7 separate regions of the Mus musculus genome follow, and all the other regions are linked to region 1. A link is a contact called in public Hi-C, HiChIP or PLAC-seq and promoter capture Hi-C data. All regions are on one chromosome and are shown on one strand. Each heading gives the region's core, a stretch centred on a gene start, on an enhancer-like site or on the middle of the called end of the contact. The rest is flanking DNA. Distances are from core to core; before and after follow the strand shown. Region 1 holds the start of Slc25a28 (solute carrier family 25, member 28). Region 2 holds the start of Pgam1 (phosphoglycerate mutase 1). Region 3 overlaps Ubtd1 (ubiquitin domain containing 1). Region 4 holds the start of Pi4k2a (phosphatidylinositol 4-kinase type 2 alpha). Region 5 holds the start of Marveld1 (MARVEL (membrane-associating) domain containing 1). Region 6 holds the start of Golga7b (golgi autoantigen, golgin subfamily a, 7B). Region 7 holds the start of Kazald1 (Kazal-type serine peptidase inhibitor domain 1).

Evidence for each region. Promoter capture Hi-C pulls out the DNA fragments that hold promoters and counts their contacts. Hi-C and Micro-C count contacts between places; a contact is called where the count stands out from the background. HiChIP or PLAC-seq counts read pairs in DNA pulled down with a chosen protein or histone mark.
Region 2: an H3K27ac HiChIP or PLAC-seq map of extraembryonic endoderm stem cells shows a contact between it and region 1, with 6 times the contacts expected there. The contact joins the promoter of Pgam1 here to the promoter of Slc25a28 in region 1. A contact is called at or near these places in 1 of 39 promoter capture datasets (liver), 2 of 115 datasets of contacts at active chromatin or transcription factors (astrocytes and extraembryonic endoderm stem cells) and 1 of 9 other capture datasets (adipose tissue).
Region 3: an H3K27ac HiChIP or PLAC-seq map of embryonic stem cells shows a contact between it and region 1, with 3 times the contacts expected there. The contact joins the enhancer-like site here to the promoter of Slc25a28 in region 1. A contact is called at or near these places in 5 of 39 promoter capture datasets (the 3T3-L1 cell line, the C10 cell line, embryonic stem cells and 2 more), 4 of 115 datasets of contacts at active chromatin or transcription factors (embryonic stem cells, fetal liver, large pre-B cells and 1 more) and 1 of 9 other capture datasets (liver).
Region 4: a contact with region 1 is called in a Hi-C map of B cells, with 9 read pairs. The contact joins the promoter of Pi4k2a here to the promoter of Slc25a28 in region 1. A contact is called at or near these places in 15 of 39 promoter capture datasets (the 3T3-L1 cell line, the C10 cell line, the HPC-7 cell line and 9 more), 1 of 484 Hi-C or Micro-C datasets (B cells), 8 of 115 datasets of contacts at active chromatin or transcription factors (embryonic forebrain, embryonic hindbrain, embryonic stem cells and 5 more) and 3 of 9 other capture datasets (adipose tissue, liver and macrophages).
Region 5: a promoter capture Hi-C map of hippocampal neurons shows a contact between it and region 1, with 3 times the contacts expected there. The contact joins the promoter of Marveld1 here to the promoter of Slc25a28 in region 1. A contact is called at or near these places in 7 of 39 promoter capture datasets (the 3T3-L1 cell line, the HPC-7 cell line, HPC-7-derived erythroid cells and 4 more), 8 of 115 datasets of contacts at active chromatin or transcription factors (astrocytes, bone marrow-derived macrophages, embryonic stem cells and 3 more) and 3 of 9 other capture datasets (adipose tissue, macrophages and pancreatic islet).
Region 6: a promoter capture Hi-C map of liver shows a contact between it and region 1, with 2.7 times the contacts expected there. The contact joins the promoter of Golga7b here to the promoter of Slc25a28 in region 1. A contact is called at or near these places in 7 of 39 promoter capture datasets (the 3T3-L1 cell line, the C10 cell line, embryonic stem cells and 3 more).
Region 7: a promoter capture Hi-C map of hippocampal neurons shows a contact between it and region 1, with 5 times the contacts expected there. The contact joins the promoter of Kazald1 here to the promoter of Slc25a28 in region 1. A contact is called at or near these places in 5 of 39 promoter capture datasets (the C10 cell line, cranial neural crest, hippocampal neurons and 2 more), 1 of 484 Hi-C or Micro-C datasets (B cells) and 1 of 115 datasets of contacts at active chromatin or transcription factors (astrocytes).

What each region holds. Positions count from the first base shown.
Region 1 is chr19:43,673,452-43,676,276 of GRCm38.p6, reverse strand. Slc25a28 (solute carrier family 25, member 28) reads left to right here and starts at 1,396. Exons shown (of 4, transcript NM_145156.1): 1 at 1,396-1,801. The coding sequence starts at 1,511. It overlaps BC037704 (cDNA sequence BC037704), which reads right to left and starts at 1,099. Exons shown (of 1, transcript NR_045645.1): 1 at 1-1,099.
Region 2 is chr19:41,910,452-41,913,276 of GRCm38.p6, reverse strand. It overlaps Pgam1 (phosphoglycerate mutase 1), which reads right to left and starts at 1,406. Exons shown (of 4, transcript NM_023418.2): 1 at 1,091-1,406. The coding sequence starts at 1,229.
Region 3 is chr19:42,007,535-42,010,359 of GRCm38.p6, reverse strand. The region is part of intron 1 of Ubtd1 (ubiquitin domain containing 1); the gene reads right to left. Among named protein-coding and RNA genes, the nearest start is that of Ankrd2, 27 kb to the left of the region's middle. Within about 2 kb of position 1,364, at least 57 of the 459 cell types and tissues checked have an H3K27ac peak or open chromatin away from gene starts, as enhancers often do. A contact at or near this core is called in embryonic stem cells, where this site is marked.
Region 4 is chr19:42,089,077-42,091,901 of GRCm38.p6, reverse strand. It overlaps Pi4k2a (phosphatidylinositol 4-kinase type 2 alpha), which reads right to left and starts at 1,467. Exons shown (of 9, transcript NM_145501.2): 1 at 966-1,467. The coding sequence starts at 1,400.
Region 5 is chr19:42,145,997-42,148,821 of GRCm38.p6, reverse strand. It overlaps Marveld1 (MARVEL (membrane-associating) domain containing 1), which reads right to left and starts at 1,433. Exons shown (of 2, transcript NM_183195.2): 1 at 1-1,433. The coding sequence starts at 1,173. The coding sequence ends at 652.
Region 6 is chr19:42,254,353-42,257,177 of GRCm38.p6, reverse strand. Golga7b (golgi autoantigen, golgin subfamily a, 7B) reads right to left here and starts at 1,439. Exons shown (of 5, transcript NM_027694.2): 1 at 995-1,439. The coding sequence starts at 1,006.
Region 7 is chr19:45,074,657-45,077,481 of GRCm38.p6, reverse strand. Kazald1 (Kazal-type serine peptidase inhibitor domain 1) reads right to left here and starts at 1,395. Exons shown (of 5, transcript NM_178929.5): 1 at 1,246-1,395; 2 at 269-818. The coding sequence starts at 800. Gm35782 (a long non-coding RNA gene) reads left to right here and starts at 2,373. Exons shown (of 4, transcript XR_877888.1): 1 at 2,373-2,460.

The DNA of each region.
Region 1 (2,825 bases), core at 147-2,646:
TAAAAAGCAGTTTTGTGTGTGACTGGGGATGGGGTTGGGAACTTAAGAGCTTTATTTTCCAAGAGATCACGACACAAACGTTAGTAACTACTGCCAAAGATTAGTTGAAAGACCCGTCCGCCGAAGGGCTAAGCTTTAGAGAGGAAATGGAAAAGCCTCCAACCGTTCTAAGGAAGCGCTACGAAAAGATGGAAAAGTTTGCAATTGCGTCATCATCTCATTAAAATAGGTTGTAAAGGCAGAGCTAGAAACTGGGGAAGCGTGTGCAAACACGCTGCTGAGAAGGGAGCCTGAGGTAGCCTGCAGAACCAGCGAGCGGAAAGGGGCCCTCGCTCCTCAGTAGAGGCTGAGGCTCGAGAGTCGCTTCAGTGCCCGCTTCTGCTCAAGGTAGTGGCCCTGAGGACCAGACGTCCCTAGCATCGTTTTACAACCGGGGAGCGGTTCTCAAGAAGCAGCAGCTCAGCGGTCCCGGAGAGAGAGAGCGGACAGCCATCAGACCCGGTGGAGTTTATCAGCAAGCGAGCTCGGGATACGAAGTTCAAGTGTATGTCTCGGAACAAGCTCCACTCCCAGGCATCAGCAGTTGCTCTGCCGCGATTGGGATGGTGCTCCAAGACCCTGACACCTGTCGTCGCCTCCGAACCATCCCATTTCGCCTTCTCCTTTCCCAACGCAGAGTCCACCCAATGAGAGCTCATCGGTCCACCCACTGGAGGGTTCACTAGGCGGCTTTGGGTGGGAGGCCCAAGGCGAGCGGATCTGCGCTGATGGCACACCACTCCAGAGCCACCCGAGGCTCACAGCCGATCTCCCCTAGCGGCGGGTTGGGCCGTGCCAGGGGACGCAGGGTCCGGGCTGACTCCGCCCCCGCCTGAGATCCCGCGGGAACAGTCGCACCGTGCTACTCGACACCCGGTGCACGCCAGAGCACGCGTCCTAACGGCAACCGACAGCGGTTTGACCTTGAAGGTCTGGCTGGCACCGCCCCCTCTCCCCGGCAGTCCCGACCGCCACGCACGCCGCGCCGGGGTACAGCCGGGAGCCGGTCCCTGTCCTCCAGGCGCTTCTCTCCACATCCAATGGAAGAACGAAGTGGTTCGGGCCAATGGCCACCGCCAAAGTAGCTAGAGCGGTTGAGCCTATCAAAGTTCAGCTTTACGTTTCTCCCGCCTCCGAAACGCTAGGGGCGGGTCGATCGGGCAAGTCCGCCAATCAAGAGCCAATAAACAAGACGCTTCCAAGATCAAAGGGGAAGGGGTGGGACCTACGGGACTAATGACAAGCTATCTGACGAATAACACAGATACATTTTGGCTCCGTAAAAAGGGGGCGGAGACACGTTAGGGCCTACACCAATGGCTGTCTGGGGGGCGTGTCCTCGGGGCCAAGCGGGAGCCGGAGGCCCCGGGCTCTCTGGGCCGCGCCTGAGGCGGACGCAACGGGGCCGGGGGGCGGCGGCAGTGGTGGCGGCAGCGGCGGCGCGTGTGGGCGCCGCGGCTGGCCGAAGTGGATGGAGTTGGAGGGGCGGAGTGCAGGCGGCGTGGCGGGAGGACCAGCTGCTGGGCCCGGGCGGAGCCCCGGGGAGTCGGCGCTGCTGGACGGGTGGCTGCAGCGGGGCGTGGGCCGGGGGGCCGGCGGCGGGGAGGCGGGGGCCTATCAGCCCCCTGTACGGCTGGATCCGGAGTCCGGCCCGGAATACGAAGCGCTGCCGGCTGGAGCCACTGTCACCACGCACATGGTGGCGGGCGCCGTGGCAGGGATCCTGGAGCATTGCGTGATGTACCCGATCGACTGCGTCAAGGTGAGACCTGGACCAGGCTGCGAACCGGACCTGGGGCTGACCCGACCCTGAACCTTGTTTAGAGCCAGAATCCCAACTGAGACCCAGAGCTGATAGGTTTCTTCCTGGCTCCTACCTCTACACACGGTTTGAGCCAATACTCCGTGCAAGCAAAGTCCTGGCTGGTAGATGAGCTCAGTCAGGAACCAGGACTTACTTCTAACGGTCAGTGAGGCGAAGCAAAAATCTTGTCAGCCAAAGACTTGATCCCGATTGGGACTAAGCAGGGATGGGATGGGATTGGGGGGGGGGGATCCCGAAGCACAGGTAAGTCTATAACAAACCAGCTGGCATGAAATCAGACGGTGAACTCTATCCGATAGCTTGGGTTGAGATGTGCTTCGGGTCGGCGCTTTCACAAGCTCCTTGCTGCGTCTTTCCTTTAAAGTGACGGGGCAGGAACCGGAATCTGGGATCTCTCAGCTAGATAAAAGTACGTATTAAATCTTAACCTGGGAGTGGTTGAAAAAAAAATCATTGTGCAGTCAAAAGTGAGAGTTCCAGACTGGAATGGATGTGGGAATAAGGCATGTTAAGAAAAACGGTTTCGGTTTCTCTGCGAGGCAAGATTGGTAGCCCATCTATTTCCTGAACGTAAAAATTGAGCTGGGACTAAGATTCTATGTTGAGGGAGCAAGTGCATCAGCCCCTTACACAACAGAGGTGAAACTGATAGTCTCTTTCGTTGGGCCCCTGAATTTGACAAAAAGGAAAACAGCTGGAGGGAAGTGTGATGATATTAGAAAGCAGATGTGGAGAAACAGAATGAGATTATCAGGGTACGCTCAGGGCTGGACGTAAAGCCAACTGCATCCACAACCAAGCAGGACGGTTAATACACATACAGGTCAGGTCTCTGGGAAGAAGCCTGGGGGAAAATGGAAACATTGTTTTTCCTTGCTGTTCTTAGACTTGTGCTTGAGTCGAGATGCCAGCTACTGAAAGGGCAGTAACTTCAAGGGGGTTCTTGAAATCGTCGATGCTT
Region 2 (2,825 bases), core at 157-2,656, 1.8 Mb after region 1:
TCTAGCCTCTCCTACATAGGCCATGCATCTCAAAAAGCAATGTTTCCTTGCCTCAGGAATTCGTATTCAAAATCTTCCCTCATCTGAAAAGGGTGTACAAGAAGCTAGGGAGGGCAACCAAGACACAAGATCACTTCAGGTAGGCATGAGCAACCCTTTTACACAGCTACTGCCGTGTCCAAGTTAGGATGTGCCCTAATCACCAAGAGAAGTGCCTCTTCACTACAGGGAGCGGGGAGGCCTTGCTTTCTTATTAGCATTCCAAAATCACAGAGAACTGTGGGTGGTGCGGGGCACCCAGCATGGATAGGCAAAGGCGAGCTTATCTCCTGGACGCTTTCACCCTTTGCTCTGCCTCTGTCCTTGGCCAAGGGCCCGCCAGTTCCTCACACTTACTTGTTACTCCACCCAGAAATGGGGCAAGGACACTGGATTAGAACTAAGTTTTGTATGACCTTGGACAAATCTTTCCAGTCACTTTTCTAAACTATAACAAGAGGACGGAGAGAGGTAAAAAGGAGGGAAATTAGATCTGCCTGCTTCATAGGGCTGGAGAGAGCATCAACTGAAATCACCCACTCACATTCCTGGATTCGGTTTTGTGGTTTGCTGCTGTGCTACAAAGCTCTCCGAAGCACGCGGTTTCCAGGTTGTCTCAAAGGCCATTAGACATCCCCACCTAACACCCCCCCACTACCCAGGGCGAGCCCGTGACCTGCCGCTTCGCCATGATGGGCAGGCGCCTCAAGTATACTCCGGTACAGCCACTGATGTCACGGGGAATCGTCCGCCAGGCGCCCTAGGCCCTCGTGGTACCCTAAAGGGTCCTGGGCGCCACAGGTGGGGCTGCTCGGACCGGAAGAACAGATTTTAGCCTAGCGGCGGCTGTGCCCTCTTTCTGGCACAGACTCTCAGACTTAACGGGGTGACCTTGACAAGCGGGTTCCCCACCCTGCGTTCACCTCCCCAGATGAAAATTCAACTGCAGAGGCCGACCGAAGTGCCCGCCTCTCGAGAGGGCCCGGGGGCTCAGGCGACCCCTAGGCCGGTGCTGGCCCAGTACGCCACACAGCGCTCGTCCCGCTCGTACCTCGCAACGCCTGCCCGCCGCGCTTCGCCTCCTCGTGGCCCGCCGGGCTCAGGTCGGCGTCGTACCAGCCGCTGAAGCGGTTCTCCAGGTTCCAGGCGCTCTCGCCATGCCGGATCAGCACCAGCTTGTAGGCAGCCATGGCGACGGGCAGAGGATGCAGCAGCAACTGAGGATCGCCGAGATTCTCTTCGCAGCCCGCCCCCCGCCCCGGTCGCGCCTGCGCACTTACAGTCTCCCGCCCCGCTTCCGCGCACTTTCTCCCCGAAATCTTTCCACTCGCTCGACAGACCGCCGCCCGCCCCGTGTGCGCATGCGCCTCAGGCAAGTTCTGCGGCCTGCTAAGGGGGGGGTGTAGTGCACCGCGGCGGCAGTGCGCATGCGTTGTACGTAGCGGTACCCGCGTGCTACCCGGCAGTCACGGAGCGCACGTAAGCAAGGAGCGCGGAGGGTGCTGGTTGCGAGCTTGAGCTCCAGGCGCCGACTGGACACGCCGCGCTTCCTCTTTAGGGATGATCAACTATCCTCTGACCAGTTCTTCAGCCCTGCCAGGCCACAGTCCCATCCCTGCGCAATTCCAATATACACCCTTTTCCTTTTAACTTGTACTTCGGACAAGTCATAAGACGTCTCAGCCTCACTTGTAAAATACTCTATAAACCTAAACGTGGGTTGTTGCTATTTCCCTTCAACAGAACATTGTTCTTTTGGGTTGTTTTGTTGTTTTTTGTTTCTAGTTTGTTGCTTTTTTTTTTTTTTTTTTTTTTTTTTTTTTTTTTTTTGAGACAGTCTCTCTGCGTAACCCTGACTGTCCTGGAACAAGTTCTGTAGACCAGGCCTAGAACTCAGAGATTTCCTGTCTCTGCCACCGAAGTGCTAGATTAAAGGCGTGGTTCATCACGCCAGTTAGAGCACAGCTTTTTTTTTTTTTTTTTTTTTTTAAGATTTATTATTTATTTTTATGTAGCTGTACAAATGGTTGTGAGCTTTCCTGTGGTTGTTGGGAATTGAATTTTTTAGGACCTCTGTTCGTCCTGGTAGGCCCAGCTCGCTCCAGTCGGCCCTGCTTGCTCTGGCCCATAAATTTATTATTTATTATTATAAAAATAATAGTACAATAATAAATATATACATATGCATTTATAACTACATATTATATAATAATAAATAATAAATATGTATTTATACATAAGGCCACTGTAGATGTCTTCAGACATGCCAGAGGAGGGCATCAGATCTCATTATGGGTGGTTGAGAGCCACCATGTGATTCTGGGATTTGAACTCAGGACCTTCAGAAGAGCAGTTAGTTACCTGCTGAGCCATCTCATGTCGCCAGCCCCAAGAGAACAGCTCTATATCCCTTTTCTTCTACTAAATGTTGATTCTGTAGCTGAGAGTGTGTGGAAGCTCCTGTGTAGGTGTACAGGCTCATGTCCTTCTGAGAAGCAAACGTTAGGCCCTTACAACATTACAAAAAGGAATGTCTGTCTCTCCTTACCCCAATTTTAGTATCCACTTGTTAGGACCAATTTCTCCTGCCCAGGCTGTGGACTCTTAGTTTATTTCCATTAAACTTCTTCATGAGCATTAAACATTAGCCAGACAGTGGCCTATTACTAAGATACTAAGATAGTGTCATGAATTCCTGTCCTTTTAGTGGAGAGCAAAATCCACATTTAAACAATTGACAACAGAACTGAGCCACTTTCTGTACTTTCGACAGAGAGCCAAGAAAA
Region 3 (2,825 bases), core at 115-2,614, 1.7 Mb after region 1:
TAACAAAACAAGCCAGCACATCCCCACAGCAGACAGCTTCACCTGCTTGGTTTGCTCTGAAGCAAAGATGAGAACACCTTGGCTCCCCCCAGGTGGTGGCTTTCTGCAAGCCAGTCAGTCTCTCTCAGCTGTCTTACCTTTCTAATAATGGCGTCCCACTCGGCTGACCTTCAAACTGCCTGCTAAGCCAGCCAACTACCTAGACCCCAGTGTCACAATCTCTGCTGTCTAGGCTCACATGTAGCCCTAGGTTCCCCCAACAATGTACTCCAGGCCAGCCTCAGTGAAGGCTTTTTCACTGGTGAATTATTTAGGTCTTTTTTTTTCCTTTATGTTTCTGTATACTGGTGTTTTGCCTGAACGTATGTATGTGTGCATCATGTATGTGTCTGATGCCTGTGGCCATCAAATTGGAGTTACAGATGGTTGTGAGCCACCAGGTGGATGTTGGGATCAAACCTCGACCCTGTATAAGAGCAGCCAATGCACTTAACTGGTGGGCCATCTCTCCAGCCCCATCACTGGCAAATTTTTAAGGAAAACCCCTTCACCCCAGGGTCTGTCACAGCACTCGTGCCCCTTTCTTCCTTTTGGACCCTCAAGCCACAGGCAATCTGCTCTCAACCTAGGAGCTATCTCTATTCTTCTCAGATCATGAGGCAATTACTTGATTTATCAGAGGATCAGCTTGTAGGCTAGGTTATATATGCCTGGGACCAGCCCCAGAACCGGCACAAGTTGCAGAAACATAGTCCAGCCCCTGCAGTACTAAATAGGAGCCCTCACCCAAACACCTTCCTCATTTTTTAGAAATTTTTTTAAAATGACATACGCCACACATAGAGAAATTACCTAAGAGAAACATAAAAAGAGAAAAATGTAAGTCACCTGTATTCTATTGCCTAAAAATAACTAGCAAAACCACACTGAGGTATTTTCTTTTTCTTCTCAGTTCACTGGGATCACACAGTGTGCATAACTGAAGCTTGTGGTGTTGTAACAGCCTCACTCTGAAGCCAGCCCCCAGCTCAGTGACTCCCAACCGCCTGCTGCTAGTCATATTCACCTATGGCGGCTCAATGCAAATCCAGATGCCCAAATGCTTGGTTGTGCCTGCTAGTGACTCAGGAAGCACGTGAAATCTAAATAAAATAAAAAGTCCTGCTGTCTTTATTCCAGACTCACTCAGGAAGCAATTACTCGGTGCTCACCACGCTACGTGCTAGGCACTATACCAAATGTGATTCTTCAAAGCCAGACAGAATCCTCGACTCATTCATCCATCCATCCACTCAGTCACAACACGCACGAAGCCCTAGGCCTGTGACTGTGGACAGAGTAAAACACTTTCAAGGTCAGAGCCAGTCAGGGAGACAAACACAAAAGGACAGTGAAAGATCAAGTTACAAGCGCAGAGAACAGAGATGGATGGCCTTAGAGGAGGTAAAGCAGAAGAGGACGTGCTCCCATCTCTCAGTCTGGGCCCCAGTAGAGGGTATGATTGTCAGGGTTCTGAGCTGCTGTGATGGACAAGGAACCTGTCTGGCCTAGCAGTGTACTGAGGTCTCTGCAGCAGGCAGTCTGCATGGAGATGGAGATGGAGATGGAGGGACTGGATCTGGGAGGGGCTTGAATTGCATATTAGGTAACTCTGTTTCTAAAACCAAGGCTGGAGCTCTTACCAAGGGCAGGCACATACCCAACCACTAAGTTCTCCCCAGCATGTTTCTAATTTCCTACACTGTGATGAAAGTCTTCGCACATAAAGCTTTGGGCACATTTCAGCTTGGTCCCTGTGATAAAATCCTCACTGGGGAATTTCTAGGTCAAAGAGGCAGGATATTTTTAGGGCTCTTGGTCCTTTTGCCAAACTGCTTTCCAGAAAGACCTCTGAATTTCCATTCTACCAGTAGTGCCCACAAGTGCAGTAGTGTTCAGGTCCAACAGGGGTCAGAGGGCAGCTCCTGTTCCCTCCACTGTTAGGACAAAAGACTCAGGAAGCACCTTTCTTAGGTTCCGAATGAAAGGATGGCTTCCAGGAACAGGTCACGCTACAGCAACAGGACCTGAGGCTAAGGAACTAAGTGGGGCTAAGTAGCTTTGCAGATAAGCTGGGCCAAATAAGAGGCTCTCTTCTTGTTCTAACCCATCTTCCTTACTTTAGTGATATCTCACTCATTTGCTCAAAAACATTCCCTTCCACAACTTTCCAATGCCTGTAAGGCAGAGGCTGGAGAGACGGCTCGGTGGTTAAAGAGTGCAGGCCACCTCTTCCTGAAGACCCAGCAGCAAGTCAGGCAGCTTCTGGAACCCCAGCTCCAAGGAATCCAATGCACTCTTCTGGCCTCTACAGGTACACACAGACACACAGACACACAGACACACACACACTGGCCTCTACAGGTACACACACACACACGCACACGCACACACACACAGACACACACACAGACACACACACACACACACAGACACACACAGACACACACACACACACACACACGCAGTACACACTCATAGACATAGACACATTTCTAAAAACACCCTAAAATATAGTGAGTTGGCCTAATGTTATTTATATTTTAATGTTAATATTGGGCCCCTAAGACTGGTTGCCCCAGAAATGAGAGAGTCTACAGGTAAGATGCTGAGTGACCCTGCCCCAAGTTACTTCTGATAGGTAAATAAAGATGCCAACAGCCAATAGCTGGGCAAAAGCTTGTCGGTGTTAGAGAAAGCACAGAACATGCCTGTGCCTGCATGGGATTCCAGAAATGACCGTTTCCTTTTATTGTTCCCAAGTGTCATCCTCTCATTCCTTGTCT
Region 4 (2,825 bases), core at 218-2,717, 1.6 Mb after region 1:
TATGGAGAGGGAAGGGAGGGAATTTTGATACAACTTTAACACCCATAATTTTAATACATATAAAAATAGTAAATTTTTAAAATGAACCATTTGGCACATCTGACAACATCAACAAGAAAGAGCTGACATATCTTGACCTACTAATCCTCTAATAGCTCTGGTCTGATCTGTGTCCAAAGTTTTAAATTCTTATGAAGTCTCAAATGGATAAAGGTCACTTCTTCGCTGCCTCAGTCACCTCATGCCCCACATTATCCTGCTTCCACACCCCCCCAGTACAAAAGCAGGCGACAGAATTAAGGTCAGCAAAACTGCCCTAGCTAAGTAAACTGCTAATATAGAACTGAAGGAAAAATTAAAGGGCAGGAGACAGTTTCGTGTTTTTAAAGCTCCACACTCTGACACTGAGGAACCATAAGCAACGATATGAACCTTTTCCCAGAAGTGAGCAATAATCAGGACAGATGACACTGACGAATCCACCCACGCTGTCACCAATGACTGCTAATAAGAAACCTGGGATCCCTACAAAGACAGCCCCACAACACAAGAGGGAATTAAATCCTCTGAGTCCGTGATGGGTCGACACACAGCTTTGGGCCAAACTAAAATAAATAAATAAAAGGTGAAAGAGAATAGGTCTAAAACCCTGAATCTGGAGGCAATGACTAGCTACTTGTCCCAGTAGTTTGAAGCTAAGGGACCGACTGGAAAGCAGCTTGGGTCAGGACTTTTCTGCCCCGTATCTGGTCAATTTCCTCTTTTCTCTTTTCGCTCACGCCTTCCCCTGCAAAAAGGTTCTGATTGATTTCTTCATCCCGCGAGGTTTCTCCACTTCCAGTCCCCAGAAGCATCCCCAATCTCGCCGGGGGCTGGCGCTGAAGTTTCTTTTCTGCACCCTTTCGATTCCCCCTTTCCCCGGTCCCAGGGCGCCGCCCCCGCTGCGCCCGCACCCCCGCGCTCACCCCCTGAGAGTCCTTGACGAAGTAGCTTCCACTGGAGCCCTGGTAGATGCGCTCGGGATAGATGCTGCACTCGATGGCAACCTCGGCCTGCCGCACCACCACCTCGAACTCGGGGTCCTCCGGGAAGTCGTTCCGCTCGCGGTGGGTCTGAACGGCGTGCGCCGCCACGGCCGCTTGGGCGGCCAGGGCCTGGGCCTGCACCGCCACCGTGTGGGTCTGGCCCTGCGCCGCCGCGCCCCGGGCCCGGTCCAGCAGGGGCTGCCGCTCCCGGTCGTGGCCGGGCGAGCACGGCGGTGACGGGCCGGAGCCGGCCGCCGCCGCCACGCGGACCGCGCCCCCCGGTACTTGCGGAAAGTGAGCTCCGGAGCCCGACGGGAAGGTGTACTCCGGGGGTTGGGCCCGCTCGGGGGACACTAGCGGGCTCGTCTCGTCCATCCCTCAGGCCGCCGGCTCGGGGACCCGGCGCGCTCCACACCAGCGAGCTCGCGGCCGTGACCAATCCGCGGCACTCCCCCACCTCCCGCTTGGCCAACCAGGGAGCCGCGCCTCCGTAGCTCCGCCCCTAGCCTGTCCTGTTTACTTGGCGACGCGTAGGCACGGCCCCTCGCGCTTGTGTAGTGGCCAATCAGAACCTGCGCCTACGCAATCGCGGCCTCCTTAGCTTTCGCGTCACCTTCTGTGGAGACCGCGCATGCTCGAGACAAACCCGGGTTAGGTACGCCCTCTGCCCTTAGCCCGCCCCAGCTTCCAATTGGCAGACAGATCTTCGGAAGCTTTTCCGATAGCTGCTTCCTTGCTAACTTATTGACTGGCTACGCTGAGCTGACTGTGAAACTGCAAAATGTCATTTTTGTGTCACTAAGCACCAGCTATGGACAAAGAATTGAAACGACAACAATGACATAGGTCACTTGTGCTATCGCAATAAGTTAAAAAAAAAAAATCCTAGTACCTCAGCCGGGCGGATGCCTTTAAACCTTTAAACCTTGCACTTGGAAGTCAGAGGCAGGTAGATCTGTTTCTTTGAGTTTGCGGCCATAGTGAGTTCCAGGACGGCCAAGATTACACAGAGAAACCCTGTCTCGAAAAACCAAAAGTAAATAATAAATGTCAGTCTTCATGCAGTTTACATAGTATGCTTTGCTCATATACTATGTAAATCTGATCATTGAGGAAAGCTTTGGTCCCTTGAGAATAAATTAGTCCGTGACTTTATTCACCTGAATGTCTAGACACAGTTGGTCCTCGTTTTCATTAATAAAAGGAAGAAGCTTTGTCCTCACTCTGTATAAGCACCACCGGAGACAGATATAAAGCTAACAATATTAGCTGAAAGTTCGCAATAGTTCATAGACTTGAGAACGTGAGAAAAGGCCGTATACAGGGTCTGTACCAAGAGCCAGCTGCTAAAGGAAGTAGCTGAATTGCAAGGGGAGAAGGGAAGAAAAGGCATACCATGCACAGGGAGCATTGCCAAAGTGAAGGAGGAAGAAGGCTAAAGCCTATTTAGGACACCCTGCTTGGCTGAGGAAAAGCAGAGCTAAACACTAAAGGCCTAGTGAGCCAGCAGAGGGCACGTGACATCCGGAAGCTTCAGAGGGCAGAGCTTGCAGGAGTGCAATGTAGAGCGCATCCACTCTAAACCTAGAGACAGAACAGAGGCTGCAGGCATGGAGGAACAGCTAAGGCACTTGCTGCTCTTACACCGGAACCGGAACCGGAACCGGAACCGGAACCAGTTCCCAGCACTCATATCAGGTGGGCCACAAAAACCTCTAAGCCTTGCTCTAGGGAATCTGACACCCTCCTTTAAGCCTTTTCAGGTACCTTCACACGGACAGGCACAGAAGAGAGAGTGAC
Region 5 (2,825 bases), core at 184-2,683, 1.5 Mb after region 1:
AGGATTTAGGCGGAGAGAAGACTTGCGTCGTTAAGTAAGGTATAGCCAGCAGGCCTTTGCTATCCACCACTTCTGTAGCTGACTCCACCCAAAGACTTCGTAGACGTAGGGCTGCGCAGGGAGAGAGCCAAACTACAACTAAAGACGTCATCCATCATCCATCCTAGCACTAGCTAAAGCCTGTCCCCAGCTCCTCTTGCAGCTGCCTGACTGCATTCTACACCTCCCTAGGCTGGAAGAGGGGGCAGGGAAGGGATGCTCTTCCGACTGCAGGGCAGGAGGGAGGGGGCAATGGCGCAGTCCAAAGACTGGTTCCAATTTGGGAGCCTCCCCCGGATCTACGCGGCGGCGCCTGTCCACGTCTAGCTCTCGACAGGGAATGAGGAAAGGGACTTCCAGGCTTCGCCTGAAGCGGCCCAACTGGGTGTGTGCGTCGGCGCCTCGGATGGCTGCGTGGGTCCCTGGAAGCTGATATCTGGGCTGAGCTGCGGTACAGCAGTCAGACTAGAACTGAACGTCGGGGATCCAGGGCGCGGGCAGTGGAAACGCAGGCAGGGAGAGGGTGCAGGGGCACACCGGCACTAGGCGGCGGCAGGAAGGGTTCGGGAGGGATTCCCTAAACCGATCTGGGCCGCGGTGGAGCGGGTGGCCTCACACCACCTCCTCCTTGCCCTGGTAGCGACGGCAGCAGCCGTAGAGTGCCGAGAGTAGGTAGAGGCCGAGGCAGAGGCCGCCGCAGACAGAGGCCGCCAGGAAGGCATGGTAGGCGCAGGGCAGCCGGTAGTTCTTGAGGTTGCAGTAGCTGTGGCGCTGCGTCTGGTCGATCATGATGCCCGTCGCCGCCCCGTAGAGAGCAGCCGCCAGCAGGTCGTGCGCCACGTTGACCACGAGCCAGCGCGAGCCCAGCACGGGCACCAGCTCCTGCTTGCCCAACAGCGTGATGAAGTAGAGCCCCAGGGTGAGCAGCCAGAAGAGCACGGACACGAAGAGCGCGAAGTGCACCGGGCCCTGGTACTTGCTGGTGGCAATGGTGATCCAGAAGGCGGCTCCGGCCAGCAGCTGCAGCAGCCGCAGCACGCCCAGCGGGCCGCGCAGGAAAGCCCGCTGCAGGCGCAGGGAGCCGCGGGCCGTGCGCGCCTGGGGCGGCGGCTGGCGCGGGGGCGGCGGGAGCATGGCCCCCGGACGCGGCGGCGGCGGCGGCGGCGCCCCGAGCAGCGGAATGGCGGCGCCTTGCTCGCGGGGGCGGCCCGAGCCCGGGCCCGCTGCTCCCGCTGCTCCCGCTGCTCCCGCTGCTCCCGCTGCTCCCGCTGCTCCCGCTGCTCCCGCTGCTCCGAGGCCTGCCCTCCTCCCTCTACTTCAAGTCCTCAGCGCTGCTTCTCATCGGCACCCTTCCTCCCTTCTCTCCTTTTTCTCCCTCTCTCCAGCCCTCCTACTCGCTCTTTGGCCGTCCCCTTCGTTGGTCTCCACCCCTCCTCGCGCCTCCCAGCTTCCTGCCGTCGCGCCCTCCACCCTGGCTACCCCCCCTTTCTCCTCCGCTCCCATTCCTTCCTTCTGCAGCCAGGGCTGAATGCCCGCACCCCCCTGGCCCATGACAGGCCTTTTGCCCAGGCTGCTGGGCCAAGTTTGCCACATCTGGAGCCACCCCAGCCCTTCCTGCCTCGCAGGCCTGGCCGATCTTAGGTCTTCGAGAAGAAAGCTACAACAGCCTCTGCCCAGCCTGTGGCTGGACCCTCTTGATTCTCTCCAGTCACAGGAGACTGGAGACATAATTCTCTCCCATCGAGGCGTCCCATCAAGCCTGAGTAAGCAGGAGGTCTGAACTGACAGTTGTTCTCACTGGGACATCCTCAGTACCCTTCACTTGCCCACCACAAACTCGCCTGTCCAAAGCTGGTCTCAGACTGTCTTGCCATGAAGGTCTCTTGGTCAGTGTAAGAAAACTATCACTCACTGGAGGCCCAGCTGCCTTACCCACAGCGCACAGAGCATAGCAACGCCAAACACTTCGACCATTCCTTCCTGGCCATCTTTGCGTCTTGCTTAGATTAAAAACATGTCACCTAACATGGTCAGGACAGGCCTAGGTCTCAGAGATGGCATGTCCCGTATGCTTAACTATTGACCTAGATGGCAAGGATCCCAACGATGCCAAGGTTCATTGACATTACAGGGCCCTCTCTATGTAAGCTTCCCGCGACCCAAGACAGGAGAGCAATAGTTGTTTTCATTTTTCCTGAAGACTGAAGGGTTTCAGACCAGGAAGCCAGAGATGGCTTCTCTGCTCTCCACCCCACCAAAGAGCCAACCTTTGTGCTTCAGCAATGTTACACAACTGACCTGGCTGTTCCCAACCCAGTATGGAGCTGTGTCCTGTCAATGTGGCACATTACATAATCTGTCCCCAACCAACTTCCAGTTTCTTGGGTTTTTTCCACTTCCTTCCCCAACTCATGTCCAAACTCTGTCACTTATGAACTGCAAGTTTCCCACATGAACTCAGAATGCTCTTTATTTTCCAGACACTCCCTCACCAGCAGACATACCCAGTTTAAGCACTTACTGGTTTAAGGTTGAGCTCCCCACATTGACAATTATTTGTTTGTCTGGGCCTCCATTTGAATCATCCCTAGTTCTGAGTCTACTACATCAAAAACTGGTCTATTCTGGCTTATCCATCTTTGCCTGAGCCTGGCATGTAGGAGCCCCTCAGTACATACAAATGGAGTTGCTTGCCAATTGGCTGCAGGAATAGTACTGGACCTAAGTGTGGTGATTTGAATAGATACATCCCACATAAACTCACTGCTTAGCCCATAAGGATTGGC
Region 6 (2,825 bases), core at 190-2,689, 1.4 Mb after region 1:
ACTTGGTACTGATGTCATGCCACTCGCCGGAATCCCAGAGGCACCGCACAGAATCACTCACAGGCCTTTGCTCTCCTCCTTGGCAGTGGTCCAGCTAGGCTGGAAATGGGGAGTCACCACAAAAGCCGGCAGCAGCCGAGCTGGGGAGACCCAGTGTGCTGCAACACTCTAAAAATTCAAAGAAACTTTCAGCTCTGCTGTTGGCATGCTGTGTGGGTACCGAGCCAATCCTTTCTTCCGTATGTCAGCTTCACCATGCGTAAAGAGCTCTCCCCGGGGAGGAGTAACCTCTGGGGGTAGAGACACAAGTCCCGACTTCTTACACATTATGCCAAGATTTTGTCCTTAGCTAACAGGTCCCTTGGTCTATAGACACACTGTGAAGCACACAGTCGCTTCCCCCTCACAGGCAAATGTGGATACACTGAGAACAGCAGCTCAAATGGAGAAGGAAAGAAATTCTCAAAAGTGGGGGCTGGTGCAGGAGGTTCATTAAAACCAACCCTTTGGGTTCTGGGCCTGAGCATGTCTTTTTCCACGTTCTCCTCCTAAGGAAATGTGGATGTGAGGGAAGGTGTGTCTTCCCTAGACAAGCATTTGGGTTAGAAGCAGGATACTGCACCGCATAGCAACAACAGCAGTAGGCCACCTTCCCTCCCCTTACACAGGTGTGCAGGGATCTCCAAACCTCTAGGGAGTCAGAACCCTGTGTTCAGGAGAAGGGGAAACCCCAGACCAGCTGGGACTTGGTGCTATTGGTAACAAGTAGATTCCCAGGGCTCAGAGTGGCATGGGCAAGATTGACATGTCAAAGGTGAAGGGACCCCTCAGCAAAGCTCTGCTTATATGCCATGCCACTCCACACCTCCCACCATGAACCCAGGGAACCACCCTCTACCCCCATCCACCCCCGTCTTCTCCTCGTGCCCAGTCTGCCCCTAGTGGGGAATCATTCCCTGAGGCATTGCCTGCGGGTTAAGGTGTTGGGCCCTACCTCAGTGGCCATCTTCAGGGCGTTCTGACCAGTCCTTGGCTGTCGCTGGGCTGGTTCAGGGGGGCTGTCCGCGGTGCTGATAGGAAGAGCCGGTGGGCTGGCCGAGGCCAGCGAGGGCCTGGGCGCTGTCCGCGGTACTGATGAGATCGCCGAAACCTGAAGCGCGCTCCTGCCGACCGGAGGGTCCCTGAAAGGTGGTCCGTGCTGTCCACGGTGCTGACGCGGGAGCCGGACCGGGGAGGCGAGGCCGCGCCGGAGGCTCCTCACCACCCGATCGCCTGCTGCCAGGGTTCCTGCAGGCAATGGCCCGGTTTTATCTTTGACAGTGGCAGCAGCGGCGGGCACGGGGGCGGCGGGGGAAGGAGGGGCCAGCGCCTCGGCGGGCGGGGAGGGGGAAGCCGCGGCCCCCAGACTCCGGCACCCGCCGGAGAGGAGCCCCGCCCGCGGCCACCGGCTCCGCTCCCGCCCCACCCCGTCCCGCCCCGCCCAGCGCCCCGCCTCTCCTGCCTGCCCTCCCCCCCAGCAGGAGTGCCTAGAGCGTTGCGCTAGCTTCCACCGCCTCCGGGGACTTCCAGAAGCTGAAGAAAGAAGATGGGCTCTGCTGCAAGGCACCCGGCCTGCAATACGGAAGGCCCCACCATCCACAGGCCGCCAGCCTCTTACCTTTCCAAACACCTTCAAATTCTCACTCTAACCTTCCCGTCCTGCCCCAAGCACTACCCAGCCTTATGGGAACATTCCCTTCCCTCTTTTCTCCTTTCTGCTTCCTTAAATGGGTAAAATCCCATTAGCTAGGGGAAAATGCTGCAGATATAAGAGAGCATTTTCTTAAAACACATACGCACATTTCATCCCCAGGTTTTCCCTAGGGCCCTTTCTTTTATGGAAGCCAGTCTTTCTTTATGATCCTCCTAGTCCAGGTCCCACCCCTTACACTTCTGTCTCCCTACAGCCATCCCAGAGTTTATACACACTCCCACAATACCCAATTACCACCACTAATCAAAAACCACATGCCAAACCGGTATGCCCACTCTCCAAGGTGGTAATTTGGCATTAGGCCTTCCAATCAAATGGTTTATCTACTTAATAAGCAGAAAGGAAACCCCAACACAGGTGTCTTTGAACACATCCACAATAACCCCAGATCTGTGTCTGAGGGGAGCTGGGTACTTCTTCTACAGCCTGGCTGCCCACAGGTCAGCAGCGTCGGCCATGACATAAAACTGGAGTAGGTGCCACAACAGGCAGCCAGAAGACCTGACTCCAGGTCAGACTTCTCCCGATTTCCTACCTTGATTAGCTGTCTCACTCCCTGAGTTTACGGTCCTCTTTCTGCAGGATATACTTGTTGCCCTTCTTCATTAGCCTATAGCTAGGGTCCTTTCTTCTTCTACCAAATTTCCCATTTAAAATTTCCAAACATACAGGAGAAGTTGGGGAAAAGACATTTGCCAGAACAGTCTAACTAACTCAGTCAGCAATAGTATTTTTACATTTGATTTTGATTTGTTGGCTTTGCTGACGGAAACTGGATCAAGGAGACGTATATAATTTCACTAGATTATCAGAAAGCGATAGATTCCACAGTTTTATCCTTAAATACTTCAGCACTCATCCCCTCAGAATAAGAACATTTTCCTGAGGCAGGTGTGATGGTGCACACCTTTAATCTCGGCGCTCCTGAGGCTGAGGTGGGTGGAGAGACGTGAGACCTTGTCTCAAAAAGCAAAATAACATTCTTCTCTGTAATCACAATATCATTATCATGTCTTTTAAAATTCCATGGTAACCCTACTATTTTAGGATGGTTTGTTACCCCAAAGACATA
Region 7 (2,825 bases), core at 146-2,645, 1.4 Mb before region 1:
GGGGGGTCCTTTCAGTTCAGACCCAGCTATTGGCTATGTGCCTGTTCCTTCGGAGGCCAGTCCCTGCAAGGACCTGCCTGGATAGAGCTCTTAGGCACCTCAAACCTGGCAACAAATCTCAACCTGCTTTTTAGTTGGCAGCCTTTGAGGCTCATGGTCTCCCTCAACTATTCATTCTGCTGACCACAGAGCAACGCTGTCGGGGATCCGGGAGTAGTGCCTTTGGGGAGCCAGGGTTCCTGGTACTAAAAGCCCTGGACTTGCGTACCCGATTCGCAGGGCCCCGGATGCACCACAGTGAGGTTAGCGTCCAGCCGAGCGCGGGCGGCCTCCTGCAGGCGACAGATCTGCGCGTAGGTTCGGCCGTCCGAACCACAGAGCGGGCGCTGCGAGCGGCAGACACACAGCGGCTCCGGCACCTCTCCTCGACTCAGGTCACCGCCCGCGTCCAGCCTGCACTCGAGCTGCTCGCCGCAGCGCCCGTAGAAGTTAGCGCTGGGGTCCAGATCGCAGAGCTGGCCCTCCAGGTTTGCGCATTCCCAGCAGCAGCCGCACGCATCCCGCACCCGGCCTGCTAGGCATCCCCGCGGCGCAGCGCACTCTTCTGGCCGGCAGGGAGCACAACCCTCGCCCTCGGCTAGCAGCCGCAGCCAGCCTCGCCGCAGGTAATCGGGGCCTGTGGACGGCCTCGCGCTAACGGGTAGCTGGGTCCACACCACCAGCAATAATGGTAGTAGCAAGGACAGCGCCAAGGTAGGTGCAGCATAGTTAGCTGGAAGCCCTGTGAACACTCGGGGCATCGGCGCGTAGGTGGCACCCTGCCAGGAGAGGGAAGCCAGGTCTGGAGGTCAGAGATAAAGTCAAGGCTGTATAAAAGCTTGATTCTATCCTCTGCTACCCTGTAGCCAACTAGAAGCCCTAACAAAGAAGCCTGGTGATTCCCAGGGGTTTATGCCAGTTGGTAATTGATTAAGCTGGTCTTGGGGACTAGGGAATAAAGAGAGAGTGTATCGGGGAATGATCACTAACACCCATGCAGGGATGCACACACCCATACACAGACATACGCGTATACACACACACACATGCATACATATATGCACGCGCGCGCGCACACACACACCAGCATCACCTCCAGAAACCACCCAACTCTGATGCATCTTTGCCCCAGAGATAGATAAAACTACACTTGATGTAAAAACTTCAGGTTGGGGTGATGGTGCTGGGGACATACCAGCGACTCACCTAGTGCCTTGGACTAGGCCCTTAACAGCTGGGATTTCCAACCTAAAAAAAAAAAAAAAAAAAAAACGGTAGGGAACGAAGAGTCGCATGCACGGCCAGCCAGACCCGCAGGCCACCCCTGCTTCTGTCAGGGGATCGCTGGCAGCCCACAGACTTAAGATTCAAAGAGAAACTCCTCCGCCTCTTCTCCCCGCCCCCAGATGTCGAATACCCGCCTTCTTCCCTGGCCCCGAGGCCGATAATTTTATCCAGTCTCACAAGGACCCTCCTGGGCCTTTCACTTCGACCCTAGCCCAAAGTCACAATGAGTGTACAGAGCCGCGTAACCAGACGCCGCCACTGGGAAAGCAAAGGCTATGAGAAGAGAATAGGGGTGGAATGGCCGAGGAGCTCAAACTGTTGGCTGAGCCTCAGGTCCTGTCTCATCTGATTTAGGTCTGGAGAGCGGCAAACAGCTACAATATAGAAAGAAGGAAAGGCTAAGAAATTTTACTCAATGTAAAATTGACTTCAACACTATGGGCGTTTCTGGAGGCCAGGCTCGGGGCCAGCTTCCTCTGGGCACGGTTTGCAGCTGTGTTCACCCAGTCTCTCCACTGGGGCGCAGACTAGACTATAAGCTTTTCCAGCTGCCATCCACATCTGGCTACCTCCCTCCCAATATAGGGCAGGTGCTTGAACCCGCGGAGGAGCCTGGTGATTAGAGGTCGGAACTGACTAGCGGCCGCAGCAAGGCCGGCGGGTGACTCCCCATAGGGCGTCTCTGGGCTCCGGATTACAGGTTGCAAAATTCGAGCATGTCGGGGCCAAAAGTGTTCAGTCTGGAGACCTCCGCCAACGCCACGGTGGCACTTTTGGGTTAGGGGCAGGAAGCAAAGCATCCCCGGAGGCCCGCCCACCACCCCGAGAATGGCAGGCCCCGCCCCCGCCGGCCCCCAAACAGCTTCCAAAAACCGCAATCCAAGCTCCTAGGAGGAGGAGGAGCAGAAGGAAACCGGGCTTTTAGGCAAGGGAAGGGTGGGGCTTATATAGGCCCCGCCCAGAAGGCGTCAGAGGTTCTGACTGCGCGTGCGTCCGCGGCCTGCGGCGGCTCCGCTCTACCCTGCGAGGAAGAAGCACTGCAGTCACCGCGCAGTTCTGACTTTGGCCGAGCCCTCCTCAAAGGAGCGTTCAGTCAGCAGAGACGCTGCCTCTGATCAGAGGGGTTCCGACAAGGTAGAAGAGAGCTGTACACAGGCAATCCCAAACTCCGAGGAGACGGGAAGCGAATTTCACGCGAGGTTTCGGGATTGTCGCGAGAATCCCAACGGCAAGCTAGAAAAGGAAAAGCCCGCGGCTTTTAAGCCAGGAAAGAACGAGGGCAGGCAGATTCCGATGGTGGTGCTAGGCAATCCCTTGGTTGGAGGACGCGTTAACTGTTGGCCTGGGAGCAGAAGTGAAGCGAGAATTGCAGGATGTTTTGGAAAAGGCGCGAGGAGGGCTTGCCTGGTGGAGGAATGGAGACACTCTAGGGGAGGTCCCTAGCTGTAACTGGGGGCGGTGATCGTTGCCCGATGTAGAGTGGGAGCTGTCCAGGTCTA